4 separate regions of the Mus musculus genome follow, and regions 1, 2 and 3 are each linked to region 4. Evidence: chromatin contacts called from public Hi-C and promoter capture Hi-C data. All regions are on one chromosome and are shown on one strand. Each heading gives the region's core, a stretch centred on a gene start, on an enhancer-like site or on the middle of the called end of the contact. The rest is flanking DNA. Distances are from core to core; before and after follow the strand shown. Region 1 holds the start of Polr3g (polymerase (RNA) III (DNA directed) polypeptide G). Region 2 holds the start of Tmem167 (transmembrane protein 167). Region 3 holds the start of Cetn3 (centrin 3). Region 4 holds the start of Rasa1 (RAS p21 protein activator 1).

Evidence for each region. Promoter capture Hi-C pulls out the DNA fragments that hold promoters and counts their contacts. Hi-C and Micro-C count contacts between places; a contact is called where the count stands out from the background.
Region 1: a contact with region 4 is called in a Hi-C map of LSK cells, with 9 times the contacts expected there. The contact joins the promoter of Polr3g here to the promoter of Rasa1 in region 4. A contact is called at or near these places in 1 of 39 promoter capture datasets (pre-B cells) and 1 of 484 Hi-C or Micro-C datasets (LSK cells).
Region 2: a Hi-C map of CD4 T cells shows a contact between it and region 4, with 2.9 times the contacts expected there. The contact joins the promoter of Tmem167 here to the promoter of Rasa1 in region 4. A contact is called at or near these places in 1 of 39 promoter capture datasets (pre-B cells) and 1 of 484 Hi-C or Micro-C datasets (CD4 T cells).
Region 3: a contact with region 4 is called in a promoter capture Hi-C map of pre-B cells, with 3 times the contacts expected there. The contact joins the promoter of Cetn3 here to the promoter of Rasa1 in region 4. A contact is called at or near these places in 1 of 39 promoter capture datasets (pre-B cells) and 1 of 115 datasets of contacts at active chromatin or transcription factors (astrocytes).

The regions. Positions count from the first base shown.
Region 1 is chr13:81,708,658-81,712,819 of GRCm38.p6, forward strand. Polr3g (polymerase (RNA) III (DNA directed) polypeptide G) reads right to left here and starts at 2,356. Exons shown (of 8, transcript NM_001081176.1): 1 at 2,201-2,356. It overlaps Mblac2 (metallo-beta-lactamase domain containing 2), which reads left to right and starts at 2,760. Exons shown (of 2, transcript NM_028372.1): 1 at 2,760-3,325. The coding sequence starts at 2,872.
Region 2 is chr13:90,087,180-90,091,184 of GRCm38.p6, forward strand. Tmem167 (transmembrane protein 167) reads left to right here and starts at 2,488. Exons shown (of 4, transcript NM_025335.3): 1 at 2,488-2,604. The coding sequence starts at 2,602. Xrcc4 (X-ray repair complementing defective repair in Chinese hamster cells 4) reads right to left here and starts at 2,429. Exons shown (of 8, transcript NM_028012.4): 1 at 2,318-2,429.
Region 3 is chr13:81,780,202-81,784,756 of GRCm38.p6, forward strand. Cetn3 (centrin 3) reads left to right here and starts at 3,046. Exons shown (of 5, transcript NM_007684.4): 1 at 3,046-3,156; 2 at 4,440-4,555. The coding sequence starts at 3,140.
Region 4 is chr13:85,288,042-85,292,659 of GRCm38.p6, forward strand. It overlaps Rasa1 (RAS p21 protein activator 1), which reads right to left and starts at 1,445. Exons shown (of 25, transcript NM_145452.3): 1 at 355-1,445. The coding sequence starts at 866.

The sequences.
Region 1 (4,162 bases), core at 1,106-3,605, 3.6 Mb before region 4:
TCCAGCCCCAAATCTGAAATCGAAAACACTAGATCGACAAAGCAGCACTGCCACCATCACCTCAGGATGCTGCCTGACTGCCAGCTCAGAGTCCTGCCTCAAAACTTCCGTTCAGAATCTGTTCCAAGAGATCTGAAAATGGGCGTTGTTCAAGTCTCTCCAAACCAACTGTACACATAATCTCCTGGAAGATGGTGCGCTCACCTCTGCAATTCTTCCTAGATCTAAAATGTTGTGAGTTATAATTGTGACTGAAATGTAACATCCTCTTGTACACACAACCTTGCTCATTTAAATGTTCAAGTAGCTGGAGGCCAGGGGAGACAGCGAAAGCCAAGTCACAGTATCTTTCTGAAGAATGACCTAAACTTGCTCTAATCACGAGCCTGACTCATTCCACTCTGGCTGTCTCCTTTGATCACCTAACAGAAGACTATTAGCAGTGTGTTCTCTATTATTCCCCTTTTTTCTGCGTTAGCTCAGGCCTTTAACATCGACCCTCTGAAACATCGTAGGCATTTTATGTCCAGATAATTGTTATGTCCCTAACAATTCATCTCATCAATTTAACAGAAGGCTAATCGTCTGATATGTCATTCTCTTCAATTAACAGAGCTTAGGACATTTAACTTCTGCTTCTCACCAAGTAACTATCCACTGAGGTCTTGATAAAGACCCAACTCTAAGCCTAACCTCTGGGCCAAACCATCCTCTCACTGTTGGAAATACAGAGGCAAACAAAATAACATCTCTGCTTTTAATGGAGTTTACGATCGAGTATGGGAAGTGGGCAAAATATACTTTAGAGAACCTGTCAGAACCTGATAGGTGGTGTGAAAATGAAGCAGGAACCAGGCCAGAAAAACTAGTTGAAGAAGTTCTGCCTCTCTCAGGACTGTCTGAGCTTAAATGTAATTACGATGAGAAGCAGAGTCATACTGAAAAGTAGAAAACAAAGTGTCATTGGGAACTGTAGGTCCAAAGGACTCTAGAGCCTGCCACAAGCCAGATAGTCATCTCTGAATTCTTTCTGAGCTTATGGCCAAGAAACAACACTGTGCCATCTTACCGAGTGGCCCCCTTCTGCAGCAAAAACAAAGTACAGAGGGCACTGTGTTTCTCTGCAGAAAATGCATTCGATAAGGCCAGTGCAATCATTCACTAGTCCATCTATAAGTAGAATCCAATTTTTGCATTTTTTTTGCATTATATAACAAGTATTTGTGTACAGGTGTTAGCTTCCTCAGATTCTCGAGAACTCACATCAGACTTTTTTTTGTTTTTAAACAGTTTTCTGCTTGTCACACACCATTTAGCTGAGGCACTCGTGCTAAGAATGGTCCCAACTGCATAACCGATGAGATTAGCAAAATACTCAAAAGGGCAGTGACCTGCTCCTACACCCACCAGAGAGTTTTGGAGTGTTGGAAGTACAGTTCTCCCTCTAGGAAACTTATTAGGAGATACCACAGTAAGAATCTTCCTAATTATCCTTTATAATGCTCTCCCGTGGGTCTCTTTATAATTTCTGAAGGTTAGTCAAATTCTCAAAGGGATTTCTTAATCCGAAATAGATGTATCAATAGCTAGTGGTTGGGTGCAAGCGCAGGGACTTGATACTGACAGTGGGGGTGATTTCTGGTGGCTTGCAAGGCCACACCCAGTCCCTATCCACTTTTCATGTCCCCTCAAAGTGCTCCGCCTTTCCTTAAGCTCTAACTTTCTCTGCTCTCTTCAAAGAGCAAAGAACCACCCAGAACTATGACGGCCATTTAGGTTTTTCTTTTTAAAGAAAAATTTTATCACCAACCCCTCTCCTCACTATCAAGGGTGCCAACAATTAAGAAAACAGAAGCGACGGTAAGTATGCCCTTATCAGCAAACTGCCGCCAAACTTTGAATGAAGAAAAAACACAGTCGTCAGATTTGCATAGTCTTCTCTTGTAAGAGGATAAACTCCCTTCTTTCTCACTGAGAACAAACCCACCGGAAAGCTGGGAGATCTGGCTACGAAAACTTTAAACGGTTTGGAAGACCGCAGCAGCAGCTTTGGGGAGGTAGGGATACTTCCCAAAGTCACTCCAGAGGGGCTTTCATGAATGTTGGCTCCGGATACCCGGCCACCACGTTCTCCACGTGCCCCATCAACTCCCTTCTACCCTCTTCACCTCCTGCCCAGAACGGGATAGCTTCCAGTTACCTGCTAGCCAAGTCTCGAGGCTTGAGCACACGGTGCAGCAGAGGAAGCAAGAAAGCCGGCAGCCCCTCCAGCAAGGAGCCGCAGATTCTACCTCCGGAGTAGCGCGCCCCACACCGCACGCGGCTACGGCGCAGCAGAGCGCACTGGAAGCCCCGCCCACTCCCGCGAGGCCACACCCCCGGAAGAGAGCTTTTTAGCCCTTGGCAGGCGCCGTAGTCAGCCTCCAACAGGCTCGGCCTCACTCTGGGCTCCGGCGGCGAGTGCACAGCCCCCCGCTGCCCGTGTGGGGGCGGTCCTGTGTGTCGCTTCCCACGCATCTCTCCCGGCCCCTGCAGTAGAACCCCGAGCAGGGCAGCATTGCCCGGTGTCTCCTCCCCGCTTCAGCAGCCTGCGTTACTGCCTTGGTGCTGCGGCTGCAGAAGCTGCGGCAACTGGGGTGCAGCCTGCGCTCTGCGGCTCGGACGGGAGGGCGCGGAACAGGTGATCTGGGCAGTGTCGCAGCGTCCTATCCACGCTCCCTTCCGCATCCCCGCCCCTCGATCGCACCTCCTCCGGAGCTGAGAGTAGCTCCTCCGGCTCTGCAGCAACAGCAGCAGCAGCAGCAGCAGCGAGTCCTGGACTGCCTGTGGGAGGCACACCCACCTAGCCCGGCCGCACCCCTGCGCAGCAGCATGTCGGCGCTCGAGTGGTATGCCCACAAGTCTCTGGGCGATGGCATCTTCTGGATTCAAGAACGGTTCTACGAGTCAGGCAACCGGGCCAACATTTGGCTGGTGCGCGGCTCGGAGCAGGACGTGGTGATAGACACTGGCCTGGGGCTGCGCAGCCTTCCGGAGTACCTCTACTCCTCTGGCCTCTTGCAGGATTGCGGGTCTAAAGAGGATGCAGGACGCCGGCCACTGCTGGCCGTGGCCACCCACGTGCACTTCGATCACTCCGGCGGTCTCTATCAGTTCGACCAGGTGGCTGTGCACCGCGCCGAGGCCGAGGCCCTGGCTCGCGGGGACAACTTTGAGACCGTGACCTGGCTTTCTGACAGCGAGGTGGTGCGGGCGCCCAGCCCTGGCTGGAGGGCCAGGCAGTTCCGAGTGCAGGCAGTGCAACCCACCCTCATTCTGCAGGATGGTAATGGGCCCCGCGGGCGTGCGCTGTCACTGAGGGAGGGGCTTGGAGAGCGTGTACAGCATGTTACAGACCTCCTTGGCACTGTTGGGGTACAGTGCGGGAATACTCTGTTTCACCCTTTGCTGCGTGGAAGTCAGCTTAAGCAGAGACTAGGCCCTGGCAGGCTTCTCTGTCCGGAGATGCGCGCTGCTGCTGTGTGGCTGTCTCTTTGAAAGCTCACACCATCCCCAGTCAGTCAGCTACAGTAGTAACACTGCAGAGACTTGTGACTGGAGATTTTCCATTCTTTTCCCAAGTACCGGTTGAACATTTTCAGCTTTTGTAACGAGTAGGCTTTTAAGCAATGGCACCTTGGGAAGAGTGTTAGGCTCTGTGCTTTGAAAACTGCTGACTTCATCTGCCTCCTCACTTCACTGCATAGTGCCTATCCGGTCCACCTGTAGGCTTGGAAAGCTTTGGTTCCGTTTCATCCATCCTGACCTTTCGGATGGATTTGTTTGCTTATTGCCTCACAAGAAAAAAAAAAAAAAAGGCTTGACAGTGAACATAAAATATAGAAATATGACAAATATCTGGTCTGGATGAGAGCAAGGCCTAGGAAAGATCAATAAGGGAGTTGTTTCCGGTGGAGAAAGTGTGTGTGTTAATGAGGACTTCATTCTCTTGGTCCTAAGCAATTGATAGATTGGAGCAAAATAGACAGGGTCCCAGTCCCTTTCCCCTCATGCTGGAACTGCACTAACTGAACTGATTAGCAACAGCAGCAATATTTGATTTATCAATTTTATATTTTTGTCTTAGGATTTATTTATTTATTTACATCCCCAAAACTACTCC
Region 2 (4,005 bases), core at 1,238-3,737, 4.8 Mb after region 4:
CTAATAAAAAATTGGAGGAAAAAAAAGAAACCTCAAATAATATCAGTATCAGAAATCAAAAACAAATGGGAAATGTAGAGAAAGTGGCCTGGCTGCATAAGAAACTAAATGAATTTTAAACTTTTTATTGTATAAATAGCATCTAACAATCAAACAATTTTCCATCATTAGCCCTCCACTCAAGGATGAAAATTCAATGTTCACTATAATGCTTACAATGTATCAAACAGGTTTTAATTATTTATATGTATTATGGCCTAATTTATATGTAACTATGGCCTAAGCTCAATGCACTCTTACAAAAACTATAAATTTCTCATTTTATATACAACTCTGGATTTTATGAAATGAAAATTGAAAATATTCTTCCACATTCAGAGAAGACAATAATGTCTGCATAATTGAATAACACAGTCAAGATCTTTTCTTAACAGTAAATTAACCCATGATGATTAGAAATGAAAATCACAGCAGAGCTACTAGAAGTGGAAATAAAGAAAAGGAATTTAACATGGTGATTACCATTCACTTGCAACAAAAAACACAATCAAGGATTTTGTGTGCCGAATCGCCATGCAGCTTCCCCACAGGTCACACTGGTATATTAATTTTGCTATTTTACATGGATATAATAAATTTTTTATATATGTATATGTATACACACACACACACACGTTCAACTCTACCTCCTGACACTATGTACTTCTATGGATAACTTAAGAATTGAAAAGTGTTGCCAGCAGTGGTGGTGCACGCCTTTAATCCCAGCACTTGGGAGGTACAGGCAGATGGATTTCTGAGTTCGAGGTCAGCCTGGTCTACAGAATGAGTTCTAGGACAGTCAGGGCTATACAGAGAAACCCTGTCTCGAAAAACAAAACAAAACAAAAACAAAGAACTGAAAAGTGTTAATTGCCTCTATTCTAAAGTTGAGATATATAAGAAACTATGGCCTAAATTGCCCATAAATACAACAAACCAATTACCATCTTAAACAACCTTAGCCTCTTTACTAGAGCCTGGACCAGAACCTCATACAGAAACATCAACCTGAAGTGTCAAACAGTAGGACCTAGCAATCTTTATATGAATAGAGTCAGTTATAACATCTACCAACACTTTCACTACTGTAAAACCCAAACTTACTGAGCTCAGAACATATTTTCTACGTCTACATTTGAAACATTCATGGTTAGTCAACTTAAATAGTAAGTATAACACAAAGCAATTTTGAGACTATTCAATGACAATCACTTCTCCTATTGGCCTAATCCCCAGTCCCCCATTCAAATACTCAAAGAAATCCCTTGTCCTGCAGTCTCCTGATACCACTAAGATGCAGATTCTGAACTTGAGTATTTGATCAACAGGTTTAGCAGTTGGGTATAACTGATTTTAAAAATGTAGTAATAATTTCAAATAAAATCTTGGATGACAATGCAGTAATAAACACAATCACATATAGCATAGCACTAGGTAAAAGTACTGTGTTGCCATAAGTACTAGATTCTCATGATTCAGCTAAATAATGGTTAGAAATTAACATATCACATCAGTTTCCTTCACTAAAGCTTTCTATACTTCTTCTAGGTCATTAAGTTAAAGAATGGGTAACATTCTGAATAAATACTAGAGCCATACTGACTAAAGGAAAAAAACAATTATTTAAACACACAGGATTTCCATAATTTTGATACACTTGGAAGAGTGGGGAAAGTGCCCGACTTCAGAATCATTCCAAGAATGTATATAAAATTGAACACATCAGATTACATCTTCCCCGTATCTACAAAACTCATAAAGAGAACTAGAGGTGAAATCGTTTCTCACCCACTGGTTTTATACTAGCCAAATAATCCCCTCGGGAATGGGCCGTTCCTTTCCAGTAGCTACCACAGAGTTCTTTCCCTCTCCCCACGGCCTAGAACGTCTAAGCCCCGGATGTAGAGTGTGCAAACAAGGAGGGGGCCAGCCAAGGCCAGCATTGGCTGGCGGGAGGGGCTGGTGGGTCATCACACTGGACGCAGCCTTTTAAATCCAAGTCTCCACCACAGAGCAGCTCAGCACAGTTCCAAGGAGTCCCTCACGACTGAAAATTCCACGTGACACAGAAAGAGACACTTAGGAAGGAGCCCAACAGGTGCTCACATTGGGAAAACCTTACATCTACAAAAGGCTCAGGGGGTCACAGACAGGGTAAAAAGCACGCACTGCGCAGCTTTAAAGCTAAAATCAGGGACTACAGGAGGTTGACATAGAAAGGGGGGAAAAAATGCATTGCTTCTGGAAAGACACCACAGCCACTTCCGGGCCCTACCTCTCAGTACTCCACTTCCGGTCTTCTAAAAATTGTGGACGCCAGAGATAAACCGATGCGCCCAATGAGAGAATCCGCTAATACCGTGGTTTGCGAGTCGTCGGCCAAGTCCCACCTCTTCCGGTAACAGAAGCCTATCACGGAGTCTGAATGGTGCGGCATGGGCGGAGGCGCCGCGATAGGTCCAACCGGACCGCTGGAGCGAGCGGGAAGCACAGCGGGCCTGCATCCTCTTCCGCCCCGGCCCGGAAGGGTGATGTGGCTGGACCAGCACCGGCCTCACTATGGTAAGAACCTGGGCTTCCTGGCCGCGGTTGAGTTTCTCGGCGGGGCCGCGGCTCGTGCGGGGCGGCGGGGATGGTGCGGGCGCTGTGGGGCGCGGGAGCCCTGGCGCTAGCGTGATTCTCCGGGGATCCGAGGGTGCACAGGCTGGGAGTCATGCGGCCGCGATGCACATCCCGGAGCATCAGGCCAACAGTCCTAGGAAGAACCCGGGTGGTGGACTCGGCCCCTCGCCAAGAGGCCGACTTGCTGCGTTGTTTAGTGTGGAATTACGGTGGCATTCCACTAAGCCGATTGCCATCTGCTACAAATATCTGGACGGATATACACTTTCAAACGCTGGAGTCTCAGTCTCCCCCTTTCCCCTTTCTTTTATGTGTTCCCTGTGTCACCCAACCTGCATCTTTCTGCAGTAATTAATGGATTGCCGGTTTTCTTAACACTAGATACTACTGCTTCCGTTTTACCTGTGGAATCAATGGCGAGATAGGGCCCCTCCCTCATCGTTTTTTCAATTCTAAAGACACTTCTTTGCAAACGAATGTTTTTAATGATTTTAGTTACTGTCTCGAAGGAACTTGAGCCTTACTCGCAGACCACCACTCACTTTGGGAGTTCCTATGCGTGTTATTATTGATTGTTTAATAGTTTAAACCTCAGAAAACCTTACACTATAAATCACAAATAGCAACAACAACAAAGGTCAGGACAAGGAACAGAAAGCCCCTGAGTAAAGTAAACATTAGTAATTAACTTTTAAAGATCTATGAATGCATCTTTTCAGTAGTCTGGTAAATGCAGGAATCTCCCTTCACTATCACTTCAGTGGGTTTAGAAGCCATTTATAACTATATTTCTAGAGAAAGCTTGTTGTGTTATCATCTCAAAATCAGCCAGGACTCTCCCACCCCCACTAGACCTCAAATTCTACGATTAGAAGATACTGAATTTGAGTCCATTAAAGCCTTTTTTTTTTTTTTTACTTCGTACTGCAGATAGTATATTCTTGGTCAAAAGGATGTTAATAAACAGTTACAGAACTTGAAAAGTTGCTTTCTTGCCTATTTACCGAGAAACAAGTAGAATGACTTTGCTCTTAGTCAAAGGTACATTTTACATCCTCTCCTACTTAGATAAAATCAAGATAATTTAAGATGTACAGTATTTTAACTTTTTCCAAAAACAAGCTTTTGTTTACTAGTACTTGATGTGTAGAAGATGTAGTTTCTAAGCATTGTCTTGCTTTAAATTCCTGACTTCTGAGATATTTCCAGGTAAAGGAAGAGAAAAGTAGGGAGCCTGAGTTGTCTAGGATCGGGTACCTAGTAAGTAAAGCCAGGCCTCAGATTTATCTAATGACTCTATGGAGTGGTAACAAGAAAAGTGACTGGTGTGTTCATGAAGAT
Region 3 (4,555 bases), core at 1,796-4,295, 3.5 Mb before region 4:
TTTTTGAGACTTTTCCTCCCAGTACCCATTAATCTGTTTCAGGCCAACAGCTTTTTAGGCTTCTTGTATTTCCTTGTTCTCTTTGTTGACTTGTATCTTAGTTGGGTTTTACTGCTGTAAACAGACACCATGACCAATGCAAGTCCTATAAAGGACATTTAATTGGGGCTGGCTTACAGGTTCAGAGGTTCAGTCCATTATCATCAAGATGGAAACATGGCCCCATCCAAGCAGGCATGGTGCTGAAGAATCTGAGAGTTCTACATCTTCATCTGAAGGCTGCTAGCTGAATACTCAGTTCCAGGCAGCTAGGACTAGGATATTAAAGCCCATACCCACAGTGACACATCTACTCCAACCAGGCCACACCTCCTAATAGTGCCATTCCTTGGCCCAAGCATATATAATCCATCACAACTTGTGAAATGTTTTCATTTAATATTGCTTCTAGGTAGGGAGGGTATGGGGGACTTTTGGGATAGCATTTGAAATATAAATGAAGAAAATACCTAATAAACAAAATAATATTGCTTCTAGGACAAATTCCTATAAGCTTGGTAGGCTAAAACATTCTCCAGATTAGGTATATAGGTATAGCGTTGTATAAGTAATTTGCTTAGGGTCTTGCAATTCCTCCCTAGGTATAAGTGATGCCATCCCCCATTCTGGAGGCTGTTGAAGATGAGTGTGCTTTCTGAGACTGTTACTCCAAATCAGTTCCCTGCCTTTGTTCGATTGAGGGTCCCACTTTTCTTTTTGAAGGCCATTTTATGACTTTAAAAGAAAAACAGCAGGATAGGCAAGTTGTCTTAATAGCTTCTCAGAGAAGGTGGGAGAAGCAGCTAAAGACCAATGGATTTGAGTGTCTGCAAGAGTTTTTAGCATGCTGAAGATTTTTGCTAGTTACTTTTGCTACAAAATAAAAATTATAATTATCATGCGTTGAATTTAAAGCACGGAAATTAGCTCAAGAATCTTAAAAAAAAACTTGCACAAAAATCCAAGTGGATCAAATATGTTTTAGTTGTAGAAACAGAATTTTATTTGATTACTTTTGTCTATATTGACCAAATCCAGTTCTCCAACTTTTGGTCACTTTTAGTTACTTTTATTTTCTTTGAAATAATTTAAATTTAACTATGTATTAGAAGCATCAAATTTATAATAATTATTGTGTGTGTGCATGTGGGCCACAGCCATGGCACGCGTGTGGTGTCAGAAGACCATTGTTTGAGGTTGGTTCTCTCTTTTCACAATGGGTTTCCAGTGGGGTTGCAAGGCAGGAGAATACAACTTCCCTCATCAGGCTTGTATGAGAAATACTTTTAAGCAAAACTTTCTTTTAAAGTATTAAGTAATAATTTCTTCTTTATTTCACTTCCTAGAAGAATGTGAAATTTATGTGTTTCAAGAAAATTCTTCATATTAAATGAGAATATTTTACCAGCTTTTTAATTCTATCAAAGTTCCATTAAAAAAAATCTCATTATATTATTTCTCAGTAATTTATTCCTTCTAGTTTAGTTTATTTTGTCCTTTGTTTCAAACATCTCCATGTAAATGGTTTATTTTCACCTTTATTTAATACTTTTCTTCTTAGGCTTGGTTTTACAATCTTAAAATTTTAGTAGTTTTTTTTTTCACTAGTGTTCTTTAGTATACATATGACGTAATCTAATTTCCTTTTTTTGTTTGTTTGTTTGTTTTTTCGAGACAAGGTTTCTCTGTGTAGCCCTGGCTGCCCTGGAACTCACTCTGTAGACCAGGCTGGCCTCGAACTCAGAAATTCACCTGCCTCTGCCTCCCAAGTGCTGAGATTAAAGGCGTGAGCCACCACTGCTTGGCCTAATTTCCTTTTAAACTTGTTAGTAAAAGTACTTAATTTTTATATTTTAGGCAGGGTCTACTACTAGTCCTGGCTGGCCTGCAATTCACAATGTAAAGAATTCAAAGATCTGCTTACATGTCTCTTGGGTGCTGGGATTAAACATGTGTAGCACCATGCCCAGTTGAGTTCTTCAACATTTTTCTACTTTGGTTTTGGGAGTGCTATCATTTAGCTATTACTTTTTAGCTTTATCCCAATCCTTTACTTGTCCAAATTCCTATCTACACTCTAGCTTAACTCATGCATAGCCAATTACACAGCGTCCTTCGTTCACATATAAGCTTACATACAGTATTTGCCGTTTCTAATTCCTAGCCCCAGTTTATTGTATTTATACCGATAAGCACTGCAGGTTAGCTCAGTAGTTTCCAAGTTTTCCACAATAATACCTCATTTTATGCATCAAATATTTATGGAGCACCTAAGTTCCAGATATTTTGTTTGGTACAAATACTCGTGTAAACAGAACCCTGGCCTTGAAGACAGTCAGTCTCGCTCGCAGTCTGATGATCTAAGTAAACTTTAAGAGGCTTGGTGGGCAGTGAAGATAAGACGCACATAAACACTTTATAGCACTAGAAAATGAGAAGCAGAAGCAAGCACACATTTCCAATCGCACAGAAGAAAAGGGTGGTTTGGCTAGTCTCATTGTAAATGACCTAACAAAACAGCAAAACGAGAAGCCTAATCCATAATCCAGCCTGCCTTAAAATCACTTGGGAGATGTACGGGGGAGAACGCTTAGCTTGGTCCTCACTGAACTAAGAATAAAGAATGTCGCCTTTAGATTTAAGTTTCTCAGGTGCACCGGCCACCTAAAATTGTACATCTTTTCGCAGACCTGGTTCCCCAATAAACTGCTCCCTCGTTCTGAGCAGGCTGCTTGGGCTGGCCTTTTCCCTTCCCTCGGTCGACGCCGTGCATGTCACGCGTGGGGCCTCGCCTTGCCTGCCTGAGTCTCGCGTGGTGACTCTAATACGCGCGCAAGGGAGTCGGGAAAGAACCTGGCCAATCCAGGGAGCCAGACTGACAACCAGGGCCAAAAAATGTGTACTTGATTGACATGAATGCTGACCAATGAAAAAAGAAGAGCAGCGACGCTTCCGCCCCAATAGGCCGGCTGTTGGCAATTTCAGCCAATCGCGCCCAGAAACTTGTCTGGTGGGTGGTCCCCGAGGCGTGGAGGTTGGTGGCTGTTGAGCGGTTCCCGTGGTAAAGTCCCCGAGTGGAACATCTCTGTCGGAAGAGAGAATGAGTTTAGCTCTGAGGTCGGTAACGAGGAGGCCGTGCCTCCGTCCCCCCAGAGGGCCAGGGCGGGTGTGGACGGGAGACCGGGTCGGGGGCGGGTGCCCAGCGCCGAGCACCAGACCTCGGCGGTTCCCGCCTCCGGGCACCGCCGCAGCCCGAGTGAAGTCTCGCGAGGTTTCCCTCACGCGACTGCGGGACTCAGCCCTGGTTGCCTGATTCCCCCTGGAAAGTCGCAGGAGCGCTCGCCTTTCTCCCCGGGCCCCGAGGCACGCTGTGCTCTAGGCGTCTCGGGTGGAGCTCGTTTCCGTGACACCGTCCTTTCACTTCCGTCCATCCCTCCCCTCATTGGCTCCTCACCTTGCCCATCTACAGTTAAAGGTGCCCCGGGCGGGCCGCGCCGCGCCGCCCCTTTGGCTCCGCAGGGTGACGAAGGAGGCGGGAGCTGGCGTGGGGGTGTGGCGAGTGGGGGCAGCCGGGGTCACGTGGGCCACTGGGCCGGCGTCCCTGAGCCCGACGGCGTCCAGACGTAAATAGCGCGAGCAGTTAGTTAGCCGAGTTTCAAGGGTTTGAGGTTTAAAGCTTCCATCTTTTAGAACGTGCGGATACACGTGCTGTATCCTCGTTTACACATTTGGACCGCTTTTTGCATTGGCAGCTTTTGAAGGCAGACATTTTCAGATCCAAGTGCCCTTTTTAGATTTTTCTTTAAGCTTCTCCAGAGTTTTAAGACGTTTAACCTATCGTTTACATGTTAAGTGAGAGTTAAAACACTTTTAAACATCACGTAGACTTAAGCACGACTATTAGATGCTGTGATTTTTTTTTTTTTTTTTTTTTGGTGTCTAGTATTTGAATGTTTAGACCCTTTTATATTTTGCCTGGCTAATATCAGTGGAATAAAACCACAAAGCAGTGTTACAAATGTATAATCTAAAAACATTTTGAGCTTACAGTGCAAAAGTAATCTTTTAAGTTTTATGGTTGTTTTTTTGTAGTAATTGTGAGAATTTATAAGCTGTCCAAAATCAAGTCTATTCTGGTTGATTGTTTTGTTCTTTATTTTTGGTAGATGACATTGTTTTGTTCTTTATTTTTGGTAGATGACATGAATAATATGTATGGTGTTTTCGGTGCTTTTGACTTTGTTTAGGATTTCTCTTATAAAAGTACATTTGACTACAGGACATTGATTTAGGGGCAGTTCCTTTATTTGCCAGGCTACTCTGCTTTGTTAAAATTTAGAAAATGAATCTTTGTCCTAAGATGGGTTAAAGTGGCCTAAAGACATTTTTCTGTGTCCTAGAGGTGAGCTTGTAGTAGACAAAACAAAAAGGAAAAAACGAAGAGAGCTCTCTGAAGAACAGAAGCAAGAAATTAAAGATGCTTTTGAGCTGTTTGATACCGACAAAGACCAAGCCA
Region 4 (4,618 bases), core at 195-2,694:
TTACAATAGACAGCGGTTGCCTTTATAGTGCCAAGTTCTGCTGAATCCCGGACACTATCTCAATTAGGAAGGGGCAGAACCATATCCGGTTCCCACTGAATACAGTTTCCCATGCTTCCCATCTTAAAAACTTTTACGTCTTCCCAAAAGAGCAATAAACATACGAAGACGCCAGGAAGAGTGCCTGTAGGGGAAAATGACTGATCAAATTAAATCCCTATATATGGAACCTGAAACTTCAAAACTTGTCAAACAAATCACAGCGGCAGGAGCACGGTATGTGTCGTTGCCCCTTCTTTCCCACTTCTTACACGGAGCCAGCTTCCACAATCCCTCAACAGCAGTTTGACTTACTGGTTAGTGGGAGGTGCGGTCAGCGGTATGGCCACCTCTTCCTCTTCGTATTCTGGTCCATCCAGGGAGTCACCTTCATCCACGGTCCCCAAACCGGAGCCCAAAGGGGGCAGCTGAGGAGGCGGCGGCAGAGGAGGGAATCCGCCGCCCGGCCCGAGCGTCTCAGCAGGCAAAGACAGAGTCCCCTTGGTGAAAGCGACGTCTCCCGCAGGTCCGGCGGCCGCAGCACCAGCCACGCCAGCAGCAGCACTGCCGGTCAGCGCGGCGCCCCCCAAGACACCGGCCACCGGCCCGGTCCCCAGGAACCCGGACCCCGACGCGGCTCCGCCACCGAGGGCCGCAACCAAGTCGGCGTCCGCCAGCCCGGGACACGGGGCGGCTGCCACCGGCAGGGCCGCGGGTAACTTGACCCGGCACGCTGCCGAGTAGGCGCTGGAGCCCGTGGCCGCGCCGCCGCCGGGGCCCGCCGTCGCAGGGCCGCCTTCCTCACTGCCCGCCTCGGCCGCCATCATGTTGAAGCCCGCTCTCCTCTAGCTACCCTGCCGCCCGGGAGCCCCGGGGGCCAGCAGGCCCGGGCTGCGAGCCGCCCCACCCAGGCGCGTCCCCCTTCAGCTCTCCAGGCAGAGGAAACAACAACAAAAGGAGAGCGCCCGCCGCCGCGCCCCCTCCCCGGGCCACAGCCCCAAGCTCCGCGGCTGCTGGCTGGCTTACGGGAAGCGACGCGGGCAAAAAACCCAGCGCCTGCAGAAACGCTAGGCAAACCTCGCCGCGCACACCCACACTCACGCGCACACATGCACAGGGGCGCCAAACTTCCTGGCTACGCTAAAGAGGAAGGGAAGCCCGCTGCAGCGGCTGAGGCAGCGCCGCCTCGGCCGCCGCCGCCGCCGCGCCTCAACGCCCGGGTTCCGGCCGCCCCCACCGCAGCCACCAGTGGGGCTGCCTATGCCAGAGCCACCGTAGCCTCATCTCCGCCGGCTGGAGTCGGGAGCAGTGGGCGGGGCCGAGGAAGGGGGCGGGCCCGCAGAGCCCGACTCCGCTGCGGGCTACCTGCGGCTCTCCGGAGCGAAACCCGGGAGAGAAAGAAGGGCGGGGCCGGGAAGAAGGGAGGGGCGGAGCGGGGGCTTCTGCGCAGGCGCCTTCCGGGAGCGCGTCCGGACAGAGGAGAAGGAAAAGCAGCCTGGGCAGGAAGCGGCGGGCGCGCGCGGAGGCGTGGCACAGCTTCCCACTGAAGGGTGCGGGACGTGTGGTGCGGCCGTCCCTCCACGCCACCGGGCTCGGTGCAGGCCTACCTCTCACGGCTTTGTTTACAGGGAGAGAAGGAAGATAGCTCATCTCCAGGCCCGAGGGACTGGAGGGACGAGGGGGCGATGAGAAGGAAAGGATGACGCCAGGAAGTCCATTCACTGCTTTGTAACTTGTAGAAAAATGGCCTTAGCTGCCCGTACAGTCGGCAACAAAAATCAAAACAGTATTCATAGTTTATTCCTTTCCGTCGCATGCTATAAATCACCGTATAACTTAGGTGAAATAATTTAAGCCTAGATCCTTGGACCTGAGAAAACAACGGTTGAAAGAAGCCATGGAGAGTATGAAGGTAGAAGTCAATGCTACCATTATATACATAAGTTCTCTTCACCGAATGTCTCCCTCACATGTTTGGCTGTCAGAGAAGGAATGTAGTATTTAGAGGAAAAGTGCCACCGAAGTCATAAACCAATATATTTTGTCCTAGTTTGTATGCAAAAATCTGCAACACATACCAAAGACACACTACATGTCTAAACTTTGACAGATCAATGTCACCCTTTATGAACCCTAGGAAAAAGTTTTATTTCCCGTACTTGTGTGTATATATAAATTCATAAACACATACTCAACTGTTAGAATTATCTTTTCATGTTCCCTGGGGATAGGTTCCAGGGGCCTGTTGAGTTACAAAATTATTATCTTAAATAATTTGGGCACATTTTCCCATTTACACAGTAAATCATCTCTAGCTTATCCACAACTCTTAATATAATCTAAATATCATTTATTTTGTTATTATTAGAATAATGACAAAAATTTATGCAGGTGGAATTTTTTCCAGATATTTTTGTATGTGGCACCCTTGAATCTATAGTTTGCTAATATGAAAGCAGATAGTATATAAGCAGCCATTCATATAGAGAGATCATGCTGGTTGCTTGAAATTTATCCGTGTTAGAAATTTGCCCTTTAGGGTTCATGTACTGTACTAGCTTTTCTGTTCTCCCTGGAAAGTGTCACATTGAATGCAACTGATTATTGATAATACTTTCTCTATTAAGTTTGACCAAGCTAACTTGCTGAGAATAGCAAGAGGCTGAGATAGAATACCAGGGAAAGAGGGAAGGAGTACCATTAAGGGAAATGACAAAGTACAGACAGGACATTTCCATATTCCTGTATACCCAATCTATAACAATCAAACTGATTTCAACAGTAGTAGTGCTTGCCTCTTGTGCAAAGTGTCAGCTGAGAAAGTGAAAGTAAATTGTATAAGGGAGCTAGAAGTCAGCGTTAAACTGACCAATTAGGTGTAAAAGAAATTTTTATCTGAGAATTTCTGAATCAGAAAATGCACCATTTGTGTTTAAATGAGTCCTTCCAGTGATTTTTGACACACTTAATTTGAGTACTACTGTGCTATAACATAGTATACTAATTAAGGAGGCAATATACAGAAACTTGAAAAGCTGTAAAAAGAACAGGTATCATTCATTCGGTGGATGGGTAAAATGTGGGTATTGGTTTGCTAAGGTCTGTATTCTAAACCAGCTAGCAAAGGAGAACAAAATGAAGCAGATTCATAATCGCTAAAATCAAAACGAAATGCTGCTTCTTACAGCAGCCTCCTTAGAGCAGATTTTCTTTTAAATGTACTCTAAAGTCCCAACTACTGTTTAGTTCATGAGCCACAAGTGCAACACCCCAACTTCATATCAACCATCCGAGTTAGAATTCAGGTCTTTGAAATGACTGTTTGGTTATCTATCACCACCTCTATTTATCAATCTTCTCAATTTTTTCTATGCCCTGTTCCTGAAAATTCAGGTCAGGCTCCCAATTCCAATCACAAACTTGCCTTCTCCTTTTCCCAAAATTAGGTAGCACTCAAATATCCACATTTAATACAGCCTGATACCTCTTAGACACATATTGTCTCCCAGTTACTTTTAAATATGTATAATTAGAAATCTTCACTGCAGAAACAACTCATCGTCCATCTTTTTTTTTCTAGCTCAGTTCTGCTTGCTGCCTTTAACATAGCACCTTTCTTTAAAAGCATAAACATTATATTATATCATTGCACATCTTTGGAAATTAATTTCTTATCAGCAGGAAGGAAATAATAAGTCTATTTGAAAAGTCTGTATATGTGTTGCATGCATGGCCCTGTGTGTGTGTGTGTGTGTGTGTGTGTGTGTGTGTGTGTGTGTGTAGGTGATATAATATAATTTCTTATTTGAAGTTCCAGGAAAATCTGTCCTTTTTTCTTTTACTACTGCTTACACACTTTTAAAGGAATTTATTTGCATGAGTGTTTTACCCACATGTATGTCTGTGTATCATGTGTATGCATTCTCTGCTGAGTCCAGAAGAATACATTGTGCATTTTCCATGGAGGCCAGAAGTGAACTTCAGACACTGGAATTGAAGATGGTTGTTAGCTGCCATGTGGGTGCTGGGAATTTAACCTAGGTCCTCTAGAAGAGCAACCATTGCCCTCACCTGTTAAACCATCTCTTTAGCCCACACACTTTCTTGATCTCTGTTATCTTTTATGGTTTGTGTCCTTTTAGTATACCCAAAACTAATGTTCCTAATTCATTTAGTTTTCTCTTTGGCCTCTTTTCTTTTTCTACTTCTCTTACTTTTTTTTCCTGCTAATTTCTATTTCATGTTGTGCTTCTGTGTCATCTTCTTATAACCTCCTAAATTCCCTGATGCAAATAAACTTCTTGAAGCTTCATGAGTAAAAACTGAAGGACAATTTTTATTTAGGAAATGGAAATATTAGTCTCCCACTGGCAGCCTTCAGATGAAAAACTCTCAGCTCTGTCTGCACCATGCCTGCCTGGATGCTGCCACACTCCCACCTTAATGATAATGGACTGAAACTCTGAACCTGTAAGCCAGCCCCAATTAAATGTTGTCCTTTATAAGACTTGCCTTGGGCCAGACCAGTGGCATGGGTTCTTTCCGGTCTGTCTGGGCCTGTGCCCTGAGCAGACCTTGG